Linked DNA regions of Mus musculus: region 1 is linked to region 2. Evidence: chromatin contacts called from public HiChIP or PLAC-seq data. All regions are on one chromosome and are shown on one strand. The core of a region is the stretch at or near the end of the contact, and the rest is flanking DNA. Distances in the headings are between cores, read along the strand shown. Region 1 has its middle 13 kb from the start of Gm46756. Region 2 overlaps Fmn1 (formin 1).

Region 1 (4,549 bases), core at 765-3,264, 320 kb after region 2:
GAGGTAGTTTTGATTGGTGATTGGCCCAGACCAGGGTAGGCAGCACCCTGGGTAAGTGGGCCTGGATTATACAAGAAGCCTAGCTGAGATGCTCAGGAAAGTAGCATCCCTCCATGGTTTTCCCTCTAGTTCCCACTCAGCTTTCCTCACTGATCATCCCTGACCTGGAAGCATAAGCCAAATAATCCCCTTTCTCCCCCGTTTGTTGTTGGTCATAGTGCAACAGAAATCAAACTAGGACAACCTCCCTGTCCCAGAACAGGGCTCAGTGTATAAGGGCACCCAGAATATATCCTTGATAACGACTACTTAATGAATACGTAAAATGTTGTGGCAAGGAAAGAACCAACAAAAGATGAAGATCCACAGTGGAATCCAATGCTTGCCTCAGAACGGCTATCATGAAGAGCAGGATCGTTACCCTACTCACCATACACTGATGCTCAGCTATCCTTCAAATGCGGCAAATGGAGGAGTGTAGATGGACTTCTGCACTTCTAGCTTAGATATGTTATCATAGGACAGTGACTTTGAAAAAAAAAAAAAAACCTTTGCATCTGTTGGGCCACTCCCAGAAAAGCCTGAGAATCATGCTGAATATCTTAAAGGTCATAGCACCCCTATATCTTTTTGTGGTGTGTGTGGTGTGTGTGTGTTCCTGTGTATAAAGATGCACATGTGAATACATGTGTGCATGTGTGGTGTATACATGTATATGTGTTCATATGTGTGTGTACATGTGTGCTGCTATGTGTGAGGCTGAAGGTTGTTGTCTTTCTCTACCCCTCATTTTCTGAGGCAGGGGCTCTCAATGGTCCCAGAGCTTACTGACTGGCTAAAGTGGCTAGAAAATAAGGGTCAGGGATTAAAGTGGCACTGGTCTAGCCTGGGGTTACAGAGTCTCCCAACATCTGCTTTTCCATCGGAGCTGAGAACCTGAACTCAGGTCTCCGGGTTTGTGCAGCACTTGCTCACTGAGTGAGTGAGGTATCTCTCTAATCCAGACCTCAGTTTTCATGTGTTTGTTTGGTTTGGTTCTGGTTTTGAGACAAGGGTCACCTACTGACCAATTCTTCTCAGCTGGCTGGCCCACAAGCCCCAGGGAACTGTATATATTCACCTTTATGGTCCTGGAATTGCAAGCACGTCACTGTTCTTGGCCTTTTAACCATGGCCTTGGGAATTAAACCTATGGTTTTATGCTGCTGTGCAAGCATTTTATCCACTGAGCTATGGAGCCCATCCTTCTTTATACATATGCTAAGATGAGGAAAGTTTTATATGTTTTTTTTCAAAATGTTCCTTAACATTCATTCATTTGGCACCCAGGTATGCTTTCAGAAGGCTTTCTGGAAGATCTCAGGCTTAAAAGGAAGGACAAGATGGAGTCGATGGCCTCAGGGAGCTCTAACTGTTGACTGAGGCAAAGACAGTAAGTGAGCGAGTGCTGCACAGCAGAGAGTACTGGGTGCTCAGAGTTTAAGGCACTAGTGAAAATGTAGTGATTTTTAACATATTATTATGCAGAAAAGGATGCTGACAGAGAAAAGACAAAAATGGCTTGAACACTGATCTACAAGTGAGACAATGATTTTTTAAACCCCTGATCTCAAGAAAACCCTCCCCTTCTTCTCATAGACCAGGTTTCCCCCCTCACCAGACTCTCCACCCTATTGGTTTAGGACACATACCCTTGTTCCTCTCATAATTTTGCACCTGGCTTTTTATCATTGTAAGGAATACTTGAAGAAATAAGTTATAAAGAGAAAAGATTCACTGTTTAGACACTTTACCCATTGACTGGTTATACCCATTCCTTTGCTGTGAGCAGCATGTCATGATGGGAGTGTGTGGCAGAGCATGACCAAGAAGCAGAAGAGAGGGGATGGAGAGTTTCCTTGAGGGCATATCCTCAATGATTTGAAACTTTCCCATGAGTACTTTTAAAGAGGCCTTTGCCTATTAAAGACTGAGTCACTTCCCAGTAACACTACACACAGGAACTGAGCTTTTAACAAAGGCATTTGTCTAAACCATCATAAGCATTCTGCTCTCTTTTCTGATGTATATCCTGTGAGTAGGTTACCACTCTCCTCCTAGTCAACCTGCTTCTCTGTCTCTTTTGTTTTTTGTGATTGGGTCTCATTCTGTAGCCCAGATTGACCTCATGGGATTACAGATGTAATCCCATATAATTATATAATATTATATGTGTACTTACATATAATAAAAAAATAAGTCTTTTAAAAAAAAAGAAGTAGGGAAAGGCTCAATGTCTGGAGTCTTATAATCACATCACTATTACAAAAGTAACACAACCAAGTTGACCTTCTGAGATCTCAGAATAGAATCTGTGCTAGCCAGCCGCTCTCCAGTGCTGCTGTCAGGAGTCAGTGGGAGGAAAGCTGACCCAGTGGATGGAGCAGCAGTTCCTCATGAAGTAGCAGCAACCCATAGGAATGTTCCGTGCACTAAATGTTTGAAATGCATTCTGGTTCTTTTTTATATCTTTAATAATTTTTCAAACATATAATTGGCTTAGTGGTAGACACCTCAAATTTTCCTCCCTGAGAATGAAAGTAAGTCATTCAGACTCCTGTCTAAGTAGTCGCTGCTGCATTCCTCACATCTTTTACTAGAGTCCCCCCAGATGTACACTACATGTGGACAGTATTCTCTATGCTGCTGTATGAAGAGACCCCAGAAACAATAAACCTTATCAATAAACTCACGTCCACTACTCTCCTTCCTCTTACTCGGCTGCACAATCTCACCAGCCTCCCCACCATCCAAGCCATGGGGTTAATGATTAACCATGTCACTCCATACTTACCTCCTGTCAGTCAACACTTACCTTTCTCCTGGGAGGACTGTTTCCAGAACTCACTATCTTATTAGAATTTTCTGATTACCCACCTCCTGCACTCTCTCTCCCAGTTCCCCCCACCCCACCTTTTCTGGCTTCGTGGTCCCTGTGTGCTCCTGGCACCTTAGTGACTTGTTTTGTGTTGTGTAGCAGATGCCTGGAGATACCCGTTCCTCAGATCCTAAGCCAGCGCTAGCTGAGCTCAGTAGCACATGTAGGCTTACTGAAGGAGTACAGCTCTTGTTCCAGGGTGGTCAGGAGATGTGGGGTGTCTGGTCATGCTGCAACTTGTGTGGCAGTCATGGTGGGATGGAACATTACTCCAGTTTTCCAAGATCATATCACCTCCAGATAGCTTCCCAAAGCTAATAAAACCTTGGTTCCCTGGTAGAAATGCTTCAAGCTCAGAATTGATCCTTTTAGGAATACTAGGTATTCTGGAACATTCAGTATTGTAGTGGCAATTATATTTTGAATACTTATTTCTTGAAGACTCAGCCTAATGAATCATGGGGCAGGAGTTAAGAGTAGCCTCAGTGACAATACATATAACAGATAACATTGAACAATTCTCTATTTCCCCACATTCCAGTAGCAATCACAGAGGAAATTCTCTTCTAGAGTTGCCCCATTGTACCATCCTCTGGGGCTAGGGCTTGATGATGCTGATTAATTACATCCAGGGACCTCCAGTGGGCTGGTACCACTGGAGTCAGAGTTCAGCCAGGGCAATGCTGACAGTTCCTGCACCATATGCTTCACTTCTGCCTACTGTGCCAAGCATGTTCTTCTTTTGTTCCCCCAAATGTCCTTGGGCTGACTACAATCACCTTCCTGACTTCAAAGATCCTTGGCTGTAGCACTATGGAAAGACTGATGGGTGGTAATGACCCTGCTCAGCCAAGGAAAACCAATGAATGCCTCTGCTGTAGATGTGGTCTAGGCCCCACCTGGAAGAGGACTTCCCTTTCAAGTCTATTAGTCTACTGGAGTCCTCTCTAAGTTTCCTTACTCTTCTATAAAAATCTCTTTTCCTCCCAGACACTTTTGTCTCTCCCCTCTACCCAACTCATCCCATCCCCAAACAAATTTTCTCCCCATAAAGCCCAGTGGCACATTCTTCTACAATGGCCAAGGGAAATATTCTACATTAATTCTTCATATCTCTATGCATAAAGATTTCTACCTTATTTGCTACATTTCCAGACCAGTGCTTACCATAAGTTGATCTTACTGCTGAGCCTCACCTCGGTTGCTAGTATAGAAACATTTCAAGCACATTCAAGCAGAGAGGTAGAAGCACAGGAAGTCCTCGTCTCCATGGAACCCAGCTTCAATATCTATCAATACGACTAATCAGATTCATCGAAATCCCAAGGTCCCTCCCTATCCTTTCCTACCACTATTAATGGATTGTTTTAAAGCAAATCTAAATACCACCTGCACAAAGTTCATCAGACATTTCTAAGACACAAGAACTCTTTCAACGATTGCCATAAAACTTTGCAGCAACAAAATTGCACCAAATGTTCAGCCACTACTCACACTTGTCAGATTGAATATATATATATATATATATATCTTGAATCAGAAAACAAAGAAAAACCTACACATATTTCATTTGGTTCATATTTCTCTTAAGTCCTTTAAAATTTGTAGCATTTCACACACACATGCACACAC
Region 2 (4,681 bases), core at 879-3,378:
TTTATTTTTCACCAGAGTCCAAGTGGATAGGTTGGAGAATGGAGAATGGGAAAAATGTGAAATGTATACAAAGAATGAATAGAAGGTAGAAGATATGTATGGCATGTGGTTGAATGTGTCCTACATGGAGAATTGAGAAGAAACCTCACAAGTCAGCTTGGAAAATGGTAGTCTGGGTAAGAGGGATGAAGCTGAGAAAGAGCAAACAGAGAGACAGCAGTTCCTTGTGGTTGTTATAAATGAATACATAAGCAAGCTGGGCCTGGCAGCATAGGCTTATATTCTCAGGTACTCTAGAGGCTGAAGCAGGAGGACCCCAAGTTGTAGGCCACCCTGAGGGGTAAACAGTATGGTGTGCCACGTGTAGTTTGGGGGTTGCTACATCCACTCCAGTAGTGACAAGTGCGACAGGCCCCGAAAACCTGGGCGCTTTCCACGGGTTGAGGGGGGCCGATTAGGCCCAGTCCGTGGCAGGGGGGCCTGGTCTTTGGAGGAAAAGGAATGTGTGGTGTGCCATGTTGAGGACTTACTTATAGACATTTGTGGAAGCTTGAGCGATTTTATGCAGAGAAATAACAACCAATACGGGTTTTGTGAGAGCCCCCTAAGGGTACTAAGGAAGAGTGTTAGTGTTGGAGGGACATACGGAGGGGTGGAATGAGTCGGGATCTTGCTTGGAGTGCCCTGTGTGGTCTAGAGGGAAGATAATGGGGCAGTCAGTGACTTTCATTGTCTTCTGAACAGATAAATAAATGAATCATGAATCTTCATTACTTGTGATGAGGTGTGATAATGGAAATGAGATAGCTTAAATCAGTAGGCCCCCTGGTTTCACTTTTAGGTGATGGCTCATCTTTTTCTTTTTTTTCTTCTTATTAAGCCTATTGCCTGGTATACCAGAAGAATAAAATAAGATTATTTGAACTTAAAACATTTACTATCTTGGTCATTCGGGGAAGAACATGGATCTTTAAAGTGATGTGTGTGTGTGTATGTGTACTCTTTACTTTGTTTATGAATTATTTGATTATTTGATGAAATATATCTTCAGTGCCAGGCTATTACATTAGTAATGAGCTTGTATAATACAGGCTTTCCAAAAACAAACCAACTCTAGGAACTATTTTCTTAATAACTTATTTTCTTTTTAATTAAAAAATAATTATCATATTGCCACAATCCAATTAGATAACATTCTGCCATTGTACTAAGGTCTCTGTGACCAACCAATGCCAACTAAATTATTCTGTACTTTCAGACTCAGCGAATGTTTTTATCTTAGCTTCATCTTTCAGACTCTACTCACGTTTCTCTCAGTTTTGGCTCTGCTTCCTTGACTCTCCTGCCATCTCATGACGTCTTCTGAATCCCCATCAGACACTGCCTATGACAGCTGTTTGGTTATTGGAGTTTTAGTTAAGCTTTTCGCCACTTGTTGAGCACTTTGTCCTTCAGCCCTCTTTTCAGGTGTCCAGTTTTCAGTTAAGAATAGTCTTGGGACCCTTTTTATTAAGATGCACAGACATTTGAGTAATCAAGAGATGGAGAGTTCTTAAACCAAGGGACATAGCATGCCCTTTCTGGGGTCCAGGGGAGACAACTTACAGCAGTTTCTATCACACATGCTCCGCTGCCTTTAGTAGTGATAGCTGAGATACCCTTGTCCATGCCAAAAACAAAACAAAACAAAACAAAACAAAACAAAACAAAACAAAAAACTCCCCCCAAACCCACAACTCTTACATCTTATGGGATTTATTATTCTGGAGCCATGAGTGACAGTGTCCTGGGACACCAGTTTAGTTTCTTCAAATTCCATGTTCCATGTTCCAACATGCTAACAGTTTGATGAAATTTTTATAGTAATAGAAAAAAAATAAAGAAGAAGAAGTTGTAAATCAAGGCACGTTTTAAACACGTTGATGGAGACATTAAGTGGATGGGTTAAAAACTCCTCTGTAGGCCTCAGATGCTATCTCACTATATTCTTAGCTTTTTGGTTGATAGAAAGTAGAGTTTTCTTAATACATTCCAAAAGGTTTTTATCTATTAGTCATAGGATGATCCATTGCACACAGCGGTGGGCAGGGATATGGGCTGTTTAGGGGGCTAAAGGTAACCCAAGATAAATTGTAATGAGTTTCTGAACATCCGGCAGTCCACCCTGCACTCAGTCATTGAAGTCCTCTTGAGTTAGTCAGCTTTGCAGAAGGTTCAAATTGACAGTAAAATTTCTTTCTGGAAACTTGTTCACAGTTTATTGAAATACTTAACTAACAACTCATCCTACCCATTCCAATAAGATGAATAACTTACCCAGAAGTAAACTCATAGCTAACATTCTTCTGATAGTTAGAATGTTCTTTTATAACATATTTTTATATTTCTATCCCATAGAAATTATGAAATGGTGATCAATACAAGGCATTCAGTTGGAAAACTGTATTATTGGATAAGTTTTGTGGGAAACTGATTTTTTTTTTTTTTTTTTTTTGGCTTTTCAAGACAGGGTTTCTTTGTGTATAGCCCTGACTGTCCTGGAACTCACTCTGTAGACCAGGCTGGCCTCAAACTCACAGAGAGATCCACCTGCCTTCGGCTTCCCAAGTAGTGGGACTCTGGCATACAACACCACTGCCTGGCTCTGAGATGTTTTAAGAGATAAAAGAAACCATAAAAAAGTTCTGAGCATTAAAGCAGAATTTGTTCATACTTTTAAAAAACAGATGGTGCTGGGTGCCATAAATCAAGATGTTTGTTAGATACCTTTGACTCCATTTAAATGTGCCAGAGTTGCTTTAAGATATCAGTATTCATAAATTCTTCATAACTTAAGTTTACCACAGTATCAAGTTACAAATGTTTTAGGTGTCACTTTACTTATGTGTAAAGAGTATGTTATTTTTTTTTTTTTTAGAAACAAAACAAAATAAAACAAAACCGGGGTACATGCACAGTTTGGAGAATACTGTTGGGCTACTGTCTGAAAAGTGCTTCTCCCAAATCGCCTGAGACCTTGTTGAAAGTAGGGGTTGCTGTTATTGGGTCTTATCTAGGAATGGGAATATACATGAATAAGCTGACAGCTAATGAGCCAGTGCTGTATGGCAGAGCAAGCAGATCATTTTACAGAAATGTCAGTCTTGTTTATCTTACCCCAGGGCATGGCTAAACTCCTTTCACTGTGCCTTCCTGCCTGGTTCACAGTGGTTTTAACCAGAGCCTAAGGTGACAGAGGACACAGCCAGCTCTCTAGAGTACCTTCTCCAACCTTAGTCCCCAGTCCATCCAAGAGTTCCTACTTGTGGCCTCAGTCAAGATTCCGGACCAGTTTCTCCACTCCTCCTTCCTTCTTCCTCAAGCTAAGATCAGCTCTGGAGGCCCTACTGAGAGTGGGATATAGGGATTTCCACCATAAAAGACCATGTCCTACTGTGATGGACCCAGAGAACCATTTAGTGTCTGTATCTACAGGGCGAGCGTTGCCTCTGGGAGGCTTGCAAGAGAAGAACTGGAGTATTACCTCATTTGTCCATTTTTAATAAAGTTAAGCTAAAGTCAATGAAGGGCTTTAAGCCACTTTAGTAAAAGTTAGGTGTGACTTTCTGATATAGACCCATACGACAGAAGAACAGGGGGAAATGCAGCGAGATTTACAACCCCCTCCCATACACACCAGTGGTTCTTTTAGGGAGACACATGGGGTAGCTAGAGCAAGCACCTGAACAGAGGGACATGAGAGGTTCGCCATGGGGATACAGGCAAAGGGAACAGAAGACGCGAAGCCTCTAGGCTGCTGGAGAAGTGTCCAGAAATAATCCAGAGAATCCTCCTTTATAAAGAACCCGAGGACTTCCAACGGTTTGGGGCAAAATTCAAAGGTCTGTCCAGTCGCATGCGAATAACATCAAACAGAAACGTAGATATTGTAAAATATTTGTTATCAAAATCTGCAGCCCCTTAAGAATTTTCCTTATACACCAATTTTAAGATTGTAAGAGTTTTATAGCACTTGGAAGGCTGAGGCTGTTTAAGGCCAGCCTGCTCTATTTTGTAAATTTCATGCCATCTAAGGCTACTAAATGAGATTTCTATTAAAATTAAAAATAGTCTTAGATGCCAGTTTATGTATGTGGCTTTTCTATTTGGATTTGTGGCTTTTTTTTTCAAACTTATTTTTTACAAACGTCTTGGGTTCATGGAGATAAGCATTTGAAGAACAGTGTTCTGTGTTATTATACTTTAAAGACCGTTGTGCCACAATTTCTTATAACCTTAGCTAAAACTGTGGATTACTATCATTGGGTGTCATCTAGGAGTGATAATACACACAGTTACAGCTGGCATTCTCTGAGTTAGTTCAAAGCTGGTGGATGTGGAAGGCTTATTTCTACAAAGTCTCAGAACGGCTTAAAAGACATCAGACCTCCCACTAGATCTCCCTATTTAATGTGTTAATACTGGACCACATGGGTCACATTGCACTTAAAAGCATTTAAAAACCTATTTTATTTTTAAATAAATGTAACACTATTATTCTGGGAAGGGACCCCTAGACTTTGTCAACTGTCAAAGGCTTCTGTGATGCAGGAGGATTAAGGAGTGAGCCCTTGATGTTGGATATTGTAATCCCACATGTGGTTTGTTTGATTTGGTTGCATGCGAAGTGAAATGGGAGTTA

The links. HiChIP or PLAC-seq counts read pairs in DNA pulled down with a chosen protein or histone mark.
Region 1: a CTCF HiChIP or PLAC-seq map of the NIH/3T3 cell line shows a contact between it and region 2, with 7 read pairs. The contact joins two enhancer-like sites. A contact is called at or near these places in 1 of 39 promoter capture datasets (cranial neural crest), 1 of 15 datasets of contacts at CTCF or cohesin (the NIH/3T3 cell line) and 2 of 115 datasets of contacts at active chromatin or transcription factors (the NIH/3T3 cell line and embryonic fibroblasts).

The regions. Positions count from the first base shown.
Region 1 is chr2:113,771,552-113,776,100 of GRCm38.p6, forward strand. No RefSeq gene overlaps it. Among named protein-coding and RNA genes, the nearest start is that of Gm46756, 13 kb to the left of the region's middle. Within about 2 kb of position 2,015, at least 14 of the 459 cell types and tissues checked have an H3K27ac peak or open chromatin away from gene starts, as enhancers often do. A contact at or near this core is called in the NIH/3T3 cell line, where this site is marked.
Region 2 is chr2:113,454,688-113,459,368 of GRCm38.p6, forward strand. All of the region lies in intron 4 of Fmn1 (formin 1), which reads left to right. Among named protein-coding and RNA genes, the nearest start is that of Gm13963, 65 kb to the left of the region's middle. Within about 2 kb of position 2,129, at least 34 of the 459 cell types and tissues checked have an H3K27ac peak or open chromatin away from gene starts, as enhancers often do. A contact at or near this core is called in the NIH/3T3 cell line, where this site is marked.